Linked DNA regions of Mus musculus: all the other regions are linked to region 3. Evidence: chromatin contacts called from public promoter capture Hi-C data. All regions are on one chromosome and are shown on one strand. The core of a region is the stretch at or near the end of the contact, and the rest is flanking DNA. Distances in the headings are between cores, read along the strand shown. Region 1 holds the start of Stim2 (stromal interaction molecule 2). Region 2 holds the start of 4930524J08Rik. Region 3 holds the start of Rest (RE1-silencing transcription factor).

What was found. Promoter capture Hi-C pulls out the DNA fragments that hold promoters and counts their contacts.
Region 1: a promoter capture Hi-C map of pre-B cells shows a contact between it and region 3. The contact joins the promoter of Stim2 here to the promoter of Rest in region 3. A contact is called at or near these places in 1 of 39 promoter capture datasets (pre-B cells) and 1 of 484 Hi-C or Micro-C datasets (CD8 T cells).
Region 2: a contact with region 3 is called in a promoter capture Hi-C map of pre-B cells. The contact joins the promoter of 4930524J08Rik here to the promoter of Rest in region 3. A contact is called at or near these places in 2 of 39 promoter capture datasets (cranial neural crest and pre-B cells).

The regions. Positions count from the first base shown.
Region 1 is chr5:53,997,044-54,000,401 of GRCm38.p6, reverse strand. It overlaps Stim2 (stromal interaction molecule 2), which reads right to left and starts at 1,879. Exons shown (of 12, transcript NM_001081103.2): 1 at 1,368-1,879. The coding sequence starts at 1,518.
Region 2 is chr5:99,977,500-99,980,902 of GRCm38.p6, reverse strand. It overlaps 4930524J08Rik, which reads right to left and starts at 1,968. Exons shown (of 2, transcript XM_030254981.1): 1 at 1,951-1,968; 2 at 1,237-1,866. The coding sequence starts at 1,968. The coding sequence ends at 1,351. Hnrnpd (heterogeneous nuclear ribonucleoprotein D) reads left to right here and starts at 1,965. Exons shown (of 9, transcript NM_001077265.2): 1 at 1,965-2,511. The coding sequence starts at 2,279.
Region 3 is chr5:77,263,633-77,267,110 of GRCm38.p6, reverse strand. It overlaps Rest (RE1-silencing transcription factor), which reads right to left and starts at 1,617. Exons shown (of 4, transcript NM_011263.2): 1 at 1,323-1,617.

The sequences.
Region 1 (3,358 bases), core at 630-3,129, about 23 Mb after region 3:
ACTCTAGTGTAGGTTTTAACTAGTTTAACACTGTTCCCTTCCACACTTGCCATATTTTTGTTAGAAAATAACTATTTGAGCATGAAACCACCCAATATATCCCTCCCTACATACTACGTCCCTAAAGATCATTCTATAATCCTTTATCCAAGGCAACCAGTGATGACTTGCCTGGTTCAACTGACCAGGATCTGGTAAGTTTTTTGAGTACCTTGAGTATGCTAATCATTATGCTCTATACCCTCCAACTCTCAAAGTGCCTGACAATGCTTACCGACATCCTTCTTCTGTCTGCAACAGGAAATAGCCTGTCACAGAACTCAGAGGAAAGCTGCTATGATCTAAAGACTCCTGAACACTTTGCTGAGCAGCTGTTAGTAACTCCCAGACGCCTGTTGGGCTACCACTGCAGTTAAATTAACAGTGAATCATCTTATTCCTCTTTAATCCTGCTGTTCTTCCAGAAAACCTAGAGATCTACCTTAAAAATAAACACAGCAGCAAGAAAAATAAGTTACTCTACCTCCAGCACTGTGCCCCAGGAAATCATTTCAGGACCTTTACATCACTGCTTAAACCACACCAGATCAGTTATATAAGACAACGAAGGCTGTAAAAGCATACAATTTTCTACTTAACCTTACCAAACATATTTGCAAGTTTTCAGTAAGTGCTAGAACGTTCTGTGTTTAAAAAAGGTACTGGTGCACTCCATCAGAACTATGCTGCCCAAATCCACGTCACAAATATCCTGCACTTGGTAAATTGTAGGTGTGTTTCTGGTTACCTGCTGCGCTTTCTGCACCCTTTGTCACCCAGTGATGCTCTCAAACAGCATATACTTTCCATCCCTTAAAGCGTCCTCGTACCCCCACAAAAACACACCAGACTTTGACGTTTCTTCATACTAACACAGAACCACTAGTGCCACTAGGTGCTGTGGCTCTCAAAGAATCTCTTCAGCAGCTTCCCCTGGGACAGGGCGCTCAGCCCGGCTCTCGATCGGTAAGAAGCTGCCAGCCGCCTTTGCAAAGGCAACAGGGGCCAACTCCATACCGCATTGCTGCTGCTGCTGCCGCCGCCTACTTTCTTTGGCGGCTTTGGGAAGAGGGGAAATGAGCCCAGTCCCCTACAGACCCCACTGGTCCCTTCGGCAGCACGAAAGAGAAACCACTGCATTGCTCAGCTGGGAAGCTCGCAGGAGCCCACTAAGGGCGAAGAAAGCACAGTAGAGGCGCCAGTCGGTGGACTAGGAAGGCGTCCGAAGTGCGACGACCGGCGCCAAGGCAACCGCTAGGCGCCCTCTCGGGGGATGGGGTCCTGCCGGGAGTCCCGCCAAGCCTGCCCGTCGCCCGCACGGGCCTCACCTGTCAGCAGCGCCTGGCGCTCGCCCGCAGCCGCAGCCGAAGGAGACGCCGCCGCTCCGGCCGATCCCGACGCGCGCCGCCCGCGGAGGTGCCGGGGCACCAGATCGCATCCGTCCGCCACGCCGGCCACCAACAACCCGAAGAGCAGCATTGCTGCCCAGCGCCGCCGGAGAGGGCGGCCCGAGGCCCGGCCCGGTGCCACGGCGGGAGGAGCGCTCACAGGAGCCGCCGGCCACTCGCTCACCGCCAGCTGCCCGGGGCCCGGCCGCCTCGGAAGCGGACTCCCGCCGGGTGCTGACCCGCTCCCTTCACCGGCGGCCCGCGAAGCTCGGCTCGCCGCCGCGTTCATTGGTTCCGGTTATTTAAAAAAAAAAAAAAAAAAAAAAGTGGGGGAGCGCAGTGGTACGGCGTCTTCCGACCCAGCGCGACACCCGCGCAGCTGCCGCGGCGACACCGGGATCCGCTGCTCTGGCGCGGCCAAGCCCCAGCCCAGCGCCCGCGCCGCCGCCGCGGCGCATCCCCCCGCCCCCTCCGGCCCGCGCCCGCCGTAGTACCACGCTCGGCCGGGCCACCTCCCTCCCCTCACACACTCGCTCTCATACCAATCCCCCGCCTCCCTCAGCCCCGCCACGGCGCAGGCGCAACGCCGCGGCACTGCGCGTGCGTGGTCGTGGGCCCCGCCCCTAGGGGCGTTCCCAGACCGATAGGCGGGGCGTGGGACAGCCGCCCAGGCTGTGCTTCAGGAGCCAGAGAAGCTGAGCGGGAGGAAGGAGTGAGTCTCGCCCACGCCGTGATCTGATGATGGGCAGCCTGGAGACCTGGATAAAGCGTATCGACGTCGCAGATCCTCTGAGTGCTTTAACCCCGTGGGTCAAAAAAAACCTTGCAGTGGGAAACAGCGGCCTCCCCTAACTTGGATGTTGGTGGGGGTTACCGGTTGCCAGCTTTGTAGAAGCGGAGGGAAACCCAGCCTAGCTTTGTATTTACTTGACAAACATTTGGCAAAGCGCATACCTTGTGCCAGAGTGCTAGGAATTTCTCTAAGCAATTTACAGTGGCATAGTGTAACTCAATCTCATCGCCATTTTACATGTGACGAAACCCAAGCGCTGAAATGTTAAAATAGCTTAACCAACCCACCGGCCCATAGCTAATAAATGGACATGGCCCGATTTATCAACTACTGAATGGAAATGTTCGAATAATGTGCTCTAGCTTCTTACTATTTTCCATGCTGACACTGAAGGCAGTCACTGCCACTCATCTGCCAAACCACCACTTCTATAGACTGCCAGCTGAACAGGTTGCCCCAACTACAACATAGACTTGACCATTTTGCTTATCTGCAATGAAGCAGTTTTGTGGATGCTCTTGCAATTCTGCTCCAGATCCAATTGATCTAAAAGGGGAAAAGAACCGGAATCTATTTCTTCAAGTAGATGCTACCATTGCAATGGGACTATGTTGTTGTTATTGTTGTTGGCTGTTTTTTTATTTTGTTTCAATTGTGGTAGGAGTCCTCAGGATGTGACCCAGGTAAATGGCACTCAGAGGCAAGCTACATACCTCAGAGACCCATATCAAAGCATTTCTTCAGAAAACCTTTGAAATGTAAAAGGAGGTGTTGAACACACACACATATTTAAGAACTCGAAGCTAGGATTGTTAAGAACATAGGTCTGACTACTGTTGGATTTTGTTGTTGGCTTGCAGTTTAGATCAGTTTGTTCCAGAAGTCAAGAAGTCAAATACATAACAATTCCTTAGGAAGCTTGACCAAAAGAATGTCGGGTAGTGGAAGAGGAAGATGCACACTGCAGAAAAGAATCAGGAATAATAACAAGGCTAATCAACCACAATTATTTCTTGACATACTTCTTAGGGGCATTATGTTGGAGGGTGGGGCCGTTCCTTACCGGGCAACAGTAAGTTTCTATTTTGCTTGCTGAAAGGCAGTGAAGCCTTGTGTTTGCTGAGTAGACAGAACTGCT
Region 2 (3,403 bases), core at 719-3,218, about 23 Mb before region 3:
CCCTGTCTCAAAAAAGAAAACAAAACAAGGCACGTAGGCCTTAGTGTGAGGAACTCTTGAGTAACACTCAAATTCCAGAAGCGACAGGGCTGCCTGTGAATTAAAGTAAACTTTTTTCGGTAAAATGATGTCTTAGTTACTGTTCTACTGTTGTGAGGACCAATGCAATGTGTAAGAGAAAAGCATTTGGTTGGGGGCTTGCTTCTAATTTGAGAGGGGTAGTCCAGTGTCAGCATGGTGGGAAGCAGGCAGGGTAGGCAATGACCTGTGGGCTGAGAGCTTTCCATCCTGATCCACAGGCAGCAGGCAGAAAGGCCTGGTATGGCCTTTGAAACCTCAAAGCAAATTCCATGAATACCATCTCCCAACACAGCCATGCCTCCTAATCCTTCCCAAACAGTTCCATGGCATGGTGACTAAAACATTCAAACATAGGAGCCTTTGGGACCAATCTCTAAACCACTACAACCAGTTTTTCTAAAAGGCTCATCATTTAAATCCATAGGATAAATAAAAACCTCGGGTTCATCCAAGTTGTTGCCAACCTGCAATATTTGACTTGAGTCATCTTATTTGGTCAGTATTTTTGGATGGTAAAGAAAAACGTGGAATCACTTCTTTTTCGCCAATCATCTTGGTGGTTGCCTGTCTGTGATTTGCTCAATGTTGAAGACATTTCCACTATTTGATGCATATTCTTTCATTTTATGGATTCTGTAACAAACTGTAGTGATAAATCTTGTTTTAATCGTTGGGATTTTCAGATTATGTACAGTTACTGTAAATTGACTTAAAGTACACCATGGGAAGCATTTATTTAAAATTTTTTTATGTGTTTTGCTAAGGGGTAATGCCAGGTTGGCCTCAACAGTCCTTCCTCCCTTCTCTGGGATCACAGTTCTGGGATTACAGCGTGTACCTAATTAGCTGGGCTGAAGTCCTGTCCCTGTATGCTGTCTTTTGTAAACTTCTCCAAACCCTGTTTGGAAACTGGATACTTACTAAGCAGTCGAGTGGTTGACGACAAAAAAAACCAAACCAAACCAAACCAAACCAAACCAGAAATTCCATTTTCTTCTAAGTCTTGCAGGAAGCTTCAAAGTCTAACTCCTGAGTAGGAATTCCAATAGGTTTCTTAGCGATTAATTTTAAAATCGTGAATCACACGCCTAACGGCGTTTCATTTTTTTCTTTTTATAAAATCGCCACCTCAACACCACAAACCCAGAAACCTCGTAAAGATGATTCATGACATTTATATATCCTGTTTAATACAAGGACTGTAACTCGTAAAAAAAAAGGAGCCCTGGAGTCGACCTTAATACATACACTTCCCAATCCATAGTGACTTCAAAGAATCGTGGCCGGCGTTAGGCTCTTGTAATAACGGAGGCAAAGCTTAAGACTAGGGAAGCAACTCTGAGAAGAGGCAGCCTCGACCATCAAAGCCGCCTTTGGACAGCGCCGCGGCGGAGCCTCAATGTCACCCGGCGCAGGGACGGCGGAGCACTGCACAGGCGCGGCCCGCTGCCCCACGCAGGTCCCGGGGCCCACAGCCGTGGCTCCCTGAGGGCAGCCTCCACGAAGTCTCCGCTGGGGATGGACGAACCACACCCCTCCAGGTCGGCCGCGCCTGCCAACCAAAGCCGAGGAGCGGCCGGTGACTCCAGGAATCCGCGGAAGGGCGGGGCCAAGGGACGGGGGCGGGGGAGGCCTCTCTAGCCGCGCCCTCGAACCAGCGCTCCTTGTTCTCGATGGTACCCGCGCGCCCCTCTTGCGCACGCCACTTCCGGTCCTCTTTAAAGGCCCGCGCCGCGCGACCGCGGGGCGTGAGAGCCAGTCGGAAAGGGACGGGGAGGGCGGGGCCTGCGCGGGGGGCGGGGCCTAGCGGTGGACGGGGGCGGGGGAGGCGCAAAGGGCGCGCTCCGGAGCCACGTGACCGGGACGCGCCGTTCTTCCGTCGGCCATTTTAGGTGGTCCGCGGCGGCGCCATTAAAGCGAGGAGGAGGCGAGAGTGGCCGCCGCTGCTACTTCATTCTTTTTTTTTTCAGTGCAGCCGGGGAGAGCGAGAGAGCGCGCTGCGCGAGAGTGGGAGGCGAGGGGGGCAGGCCGGGGAGAGGCGCAGGAGCCCTTGCAGCCACGCGCGCGCCTTGTCTAGGGTGCCTCGCGAGGTAGAGCGGGCATCGCGCGGCGGCGGCGGGGATTACTTTGCTGCTAGTTTCGGTTCGCGGCGGCGGCGGCGTCGGCGGGTGTCGTCTTCGGCGGCGGCAGTAGCACTATGTCGGAGGAGCAGTTCGGAGGGGACGGGGCGGCGGCGGCGGCAACGGCGGCGGTAGGCGGCTCGGCGGGCGAGCAGGAGGGAGCCATGGTGGCGGCGGCGGCGCAGGGGCCGGCGGCGGCGGCGGGAAGCGGGAGCGGCGGCGGCGGCTCTGCGGCCGGAGGCACCGAAGGAGGCAGCGCCGAGGCAGAGGGAGCCAAGATCGACGCCAGTAAGAACGAGGAGGATGAAGGGTGAGTAAGGGGCGGCCCCGGGCAGCCGCTCGCCAGGCCCCCTCCCCCTCCCCGCCATTAGGCCTCGCTCCCGCGACCGCCCGCCCGCCCGCAGGCCCCAGTGCAGTCGCCCCCTCGGCCGCCCCTCTTGTACCTCGGGCTCCCCCCCGGGCCTGCATCTCCTTCCCTGCCTGCTCGCCCCCTCCCCCATCACACACGTTTCCACCTTTAGCCGTCACCATGCTACTCCGCGGCCCGCCCTCTTTCCTCCCTCGCCGCGGGTCTCCTCCCACCGATGTGGCCGCCAGGATTTTTTCCCGCCTGTCGGAGCTTACCCTCCCACCCCACCCCCACGTCTCCCGGATTTCTAACCTCTTAGGCTTAAAAATGCAAACGCACAGAAAAGCTTTTTACCAGGGTTGCCAAGGTTGGTCGGGCGCTTCGCCCTCGCCCCCGAGACGGTGCGATTATTGACACGCTCTTGCTTTGGGAAAGCTGTAGGCTGTCCACCTCTCTTTTCTCCCGCGTCGGCCGCAGGCCATTGCTTTTAAATAGTTTTCGTCTTAGGATTCGTTCGTTCTGTCCACTTTACGCTGTCACCACGACACGCTCCTACAGGCCCTGCGTTTGTGCTGTAGACAGACCGGGCCTGCCAAAGTCCCTGGTCTGCTGGCGCGTTGGTGTGGCTCCGCGGGCTCCATTTAAGTCCTTCCTGGTCGATGGGGCCTGTACTTGACTGGGGCTCTTCCACCTCCCGCCTGCGGTTGCCCTTCCCCCATTCTGCCAAGTTATTCTCTCTATGCACCCTTTTCGCGCCCTCAGATTCTGGGTTGCCTATTTGTACAGATTGTAGTCTTTCCTTATTTAGTCTGTGCAACTACATTTTTTACATCTCTCTCCCGCCTTTTCAGTG
Region 3 (3,478 bases), core at 368-2,867:
TGAAAACAAGTTGAGTTTCTAAATGGTCTCAACCTCCAGCCTCAAAGGTACCAGTCTCAGAACTCAGTGTGCCTCTTGCAAATTATTAAAGGCAAGATATGCAAAGAATAAAAAAAGTACTAAAAGACAAACTAAAAACCGAAAATACTAAAAGCGGGCCGCTTCACCTAGAGTCTAAAACACAAGCTCGCCCGCTCACTCGCTCGCTCAGTTACATGCCCCAACAAAAAGTTGAGCCCGAATGCCATCACAGGAAACGGCTCTCCCCTAGTTCAACAGCCCCACGGATTCCACAACGGACCTCAACATCCACTCTAAAGCTTCCCCCACGCACCTCGGCAGCCACACTCCCAAGGAAATCTCCACGTCTCTCGGGCAGACTGTGCTAAGCACAGCCCGAGAGCAACGTGTTGCACCGAATTCCTATGTGCCGCTGCCACCAGCGCCGGCCTCGGCGGCGGCATTCCTAACTGAAATAGGCATTCGGCCATTTTCTCAAAATACCAAACACAAAGCAGCTCTTTGCAAACTTGGGCCCTCTTGCTTCCTCTCCGCCACCAACCCGCGGGCGGTGCCTGGGCTCGGACCTCACGCGCTGCCCACCACCCTAGAGGCGCCTCCCCGGCCGGCCGCGGCCCCGCAGCCCCCTCCCCCGCCGCCCGCCACTAGCCCGGCCGGGACTGGGCGGAAAAGTTACCTCGCTACCCGCGTCCGATCGGGCCTGTACCGGGGCTCCGCGGCGCCCTCCCGAGGCTGTCGGCCCCCGGTCGCTGCGAGGGGCCCCACGCGGGCCGCCACCGCCGCCCCCGTGGCCCGGAAGTTTGCGAACTTCGCTCCCCCGCTGCGCAGAGCCAGCGCGGGCCGCAGAAATCGCTGTCCAGCCTGCCGCCGGCGCCGCCCGTGCCCCGGGCTGAGTCAAGCGGGGCGGCCGCCTTCCGGCCCTGCTACGACTGGGGGGGAGGGGGCGGCGAGCCTGGGACGCCGGCGGGGCCGGGGGCGTTGGGCCCGAGGCGGAGGGAGGGCGGAGGGGGGAAGTTTCAGGACCGCGGTCACCAGCAGCGGCGCTCCGGCCTCCGTGGCCCCGGATCTCAGCGCCGTGCGGAAGGGCCTCCCCGTGCTCCGCTGGGGGCCGATGCCCACGCCGCTCCGCACCAGCCCCCGGCCCAGCCCGTGACTCGCTCCGTAACTCGATCCCGCCCCCGCCCGGCCGCCGCGCCGCCCGAGCCACAGTATCTGCAAATCAGCCCTGGACAGCGCCTCGCGCCGCTCCGCGCCTGCCCGCCGCCCTCCCCCGTCGCTCTCCTCGCTCCGCCGCGTCCTACCCTCTGAACTGTGCGCCCACGGTCCGCCACCCCCGCGTCGCCGCCGCTCCAACTCCTTTTCTTTGTTGCTGGACTTTCGGGGGAGGGGAGGGGAGGGAGAGCGGGGAAAAGTTGGGCGTCGAGGCCCTCGAGATCCCGGGGTGCGATCGCGGAGCGGGATCAGACCGCCGGCCCTGGTTCTGCCGTCGCTGCGGTCCCGGCCGCCCGGGTCTGGGGCCCGCGGCCTCGGCGGCGCTCCTCGGTCTTCTGCTGCTGCGCCGCGAGCTCGCGGGAGCCGCACATTCCAGCACAGGACGCTGCGCCGCGCACCCGGCCCGCGCCGTCGCCGCCCGCCCGCCCGCCGGACACGCCCCCTCGCCGTCCGCGCGCGCCCGCCGACACGCCCCCTTCCCCGCCCGCGCGCGTGGCCGCCGAGCGCGCCCCGCCCCTCGGTCCCGAGGCTCGAAGTGGACTCCTGGCCTGCCTGGGGGCGCGCCTCGGGGGAAACTTACCTAATCCGCCCGGCCCCCGACTCCCGCCTTAGGCTCATTAAAGGGGCGGAACCTACTCCCTGAGCTTCTTTCTTTTATAAACAAATAGCAGAAGTTAGCCCCAGCCTTACCCGGGCGTGCACGAGAATTGGGGTTGTTGGAGGAAAAAACGTGCAGGCATTGACCGCCCTCTTGAGAAGTATTGTCACTGGCCTCTTAAGTAAGGCTGAAGCCTCGAAAAATACTGTTCAGGCCTGGCGTGTGGGCTCTCGCCGTTAATCCCAACACTCAGAATGCTGTTGAGACTGGAGGATCAAGAGTTAAAGGCCGGAGTTCAAGATCAACCTGGGCTACTTAGGGACACTAGTGCAAGAAATTAAAAAACAATACAAAACCCGAAAATCGGCCCTGGCTGCACAAGTCTGTAATCCTACTTGAAAGGCGTGAGCACCAGGAGATCCAGGTCATTGACTTGACAAATTGGGGGGCCCGGGGGTGGGGGATTGCTCTTGTCTGCAATCAGACTCAGAATTCAGTAGACAGAGGCAGGAGGATTGCTGAGAGCTTAAAGCTTTAGTGTGCTATGTAAGAATTTTCAGGCCAGCCATAGCTACAAAGTGAGACCTTTCTCAATCAAAGAAACAAAATCTAAGTGCCTGCCTACACAGATCTTTATGCTTAACTGTAATTTTAAGCTTCATGAGGTCAAAATGCTTTCACATTGCAAACTCTTAACCAGGAGAAAATCAGTCCTTGTGGGGGTTGAGACAAAGCCAAGTCCAGTTCAGTACCTGACGTCTTATAATGGGGACAGGGAGTCTCAGGTCCTGTCCCTTCTCACCTGAAATGCTTTTTTAGCCTGCTTTTAATGTCTTCCTGGAAGTGGGCCTTGTAGCCTTTAATTTGTAGTTAGTGAACTACCAGCTAGAGTTTAAAGCTCTCGGCCGCCTTCAGGGCCCGGCATTTCCGGATCTAAATGTGTGAACCTCTCGTTGGCATTACTACAGAGGTAGCAGCAGGTGGGTGCTAAGAGGCTGGAAGCAGAGCTTCAGGTTTCTCTGACATTTTCCTTTACCTCTTTTCTGGCACGCTGTAGAACCCATCTTTCAAAAAAAAAAAACAAAACAAAACAAAACCCTACAATATATTACTAGTTGGTACAAAATTGAAGGCAAGGCGGAATGAAGGCCCTAAGGTACTTGACCACCAAAGATTTCAATGGCTGTTTTTTCTGGGACAGTCTCCCTACATAGTCTAGGCAGGCATCCAAATTGTGGTCTTTCCACCTCTGGAGTGTTGGTCTTACAGGTATAGGCCGCTGCGCACCAGAGTCTTTTCAGTGCAAGCTCCGTGCATTGAATCAGATTTGAAAAGAACTCTTAGAGGAATAAAATTGAGGAAGAGGGAAATGAAAAGCAAACGAAACAAGAACTCCTTCCCATTGAATTGGTGAAGAGAGAGACCAGGTTGGTGGCTTGGGTCAGTAATCCAGATACTTAGGGTTCAAGGCAAAAGGACTGCAGTTCAAAGTCATGTCCAGCTACATAGCTAGTCTGAGGCCAGGCTAAGGATACACAAGACTGGGGCTGGTGAGATGGCTCAGCGGTTAAGAGTACCGACTGCTCTTCCAAAGGTCCTAAATTCAAATCCCAGCAACCACGTGGTGGCTCACAACCATCTGTAACA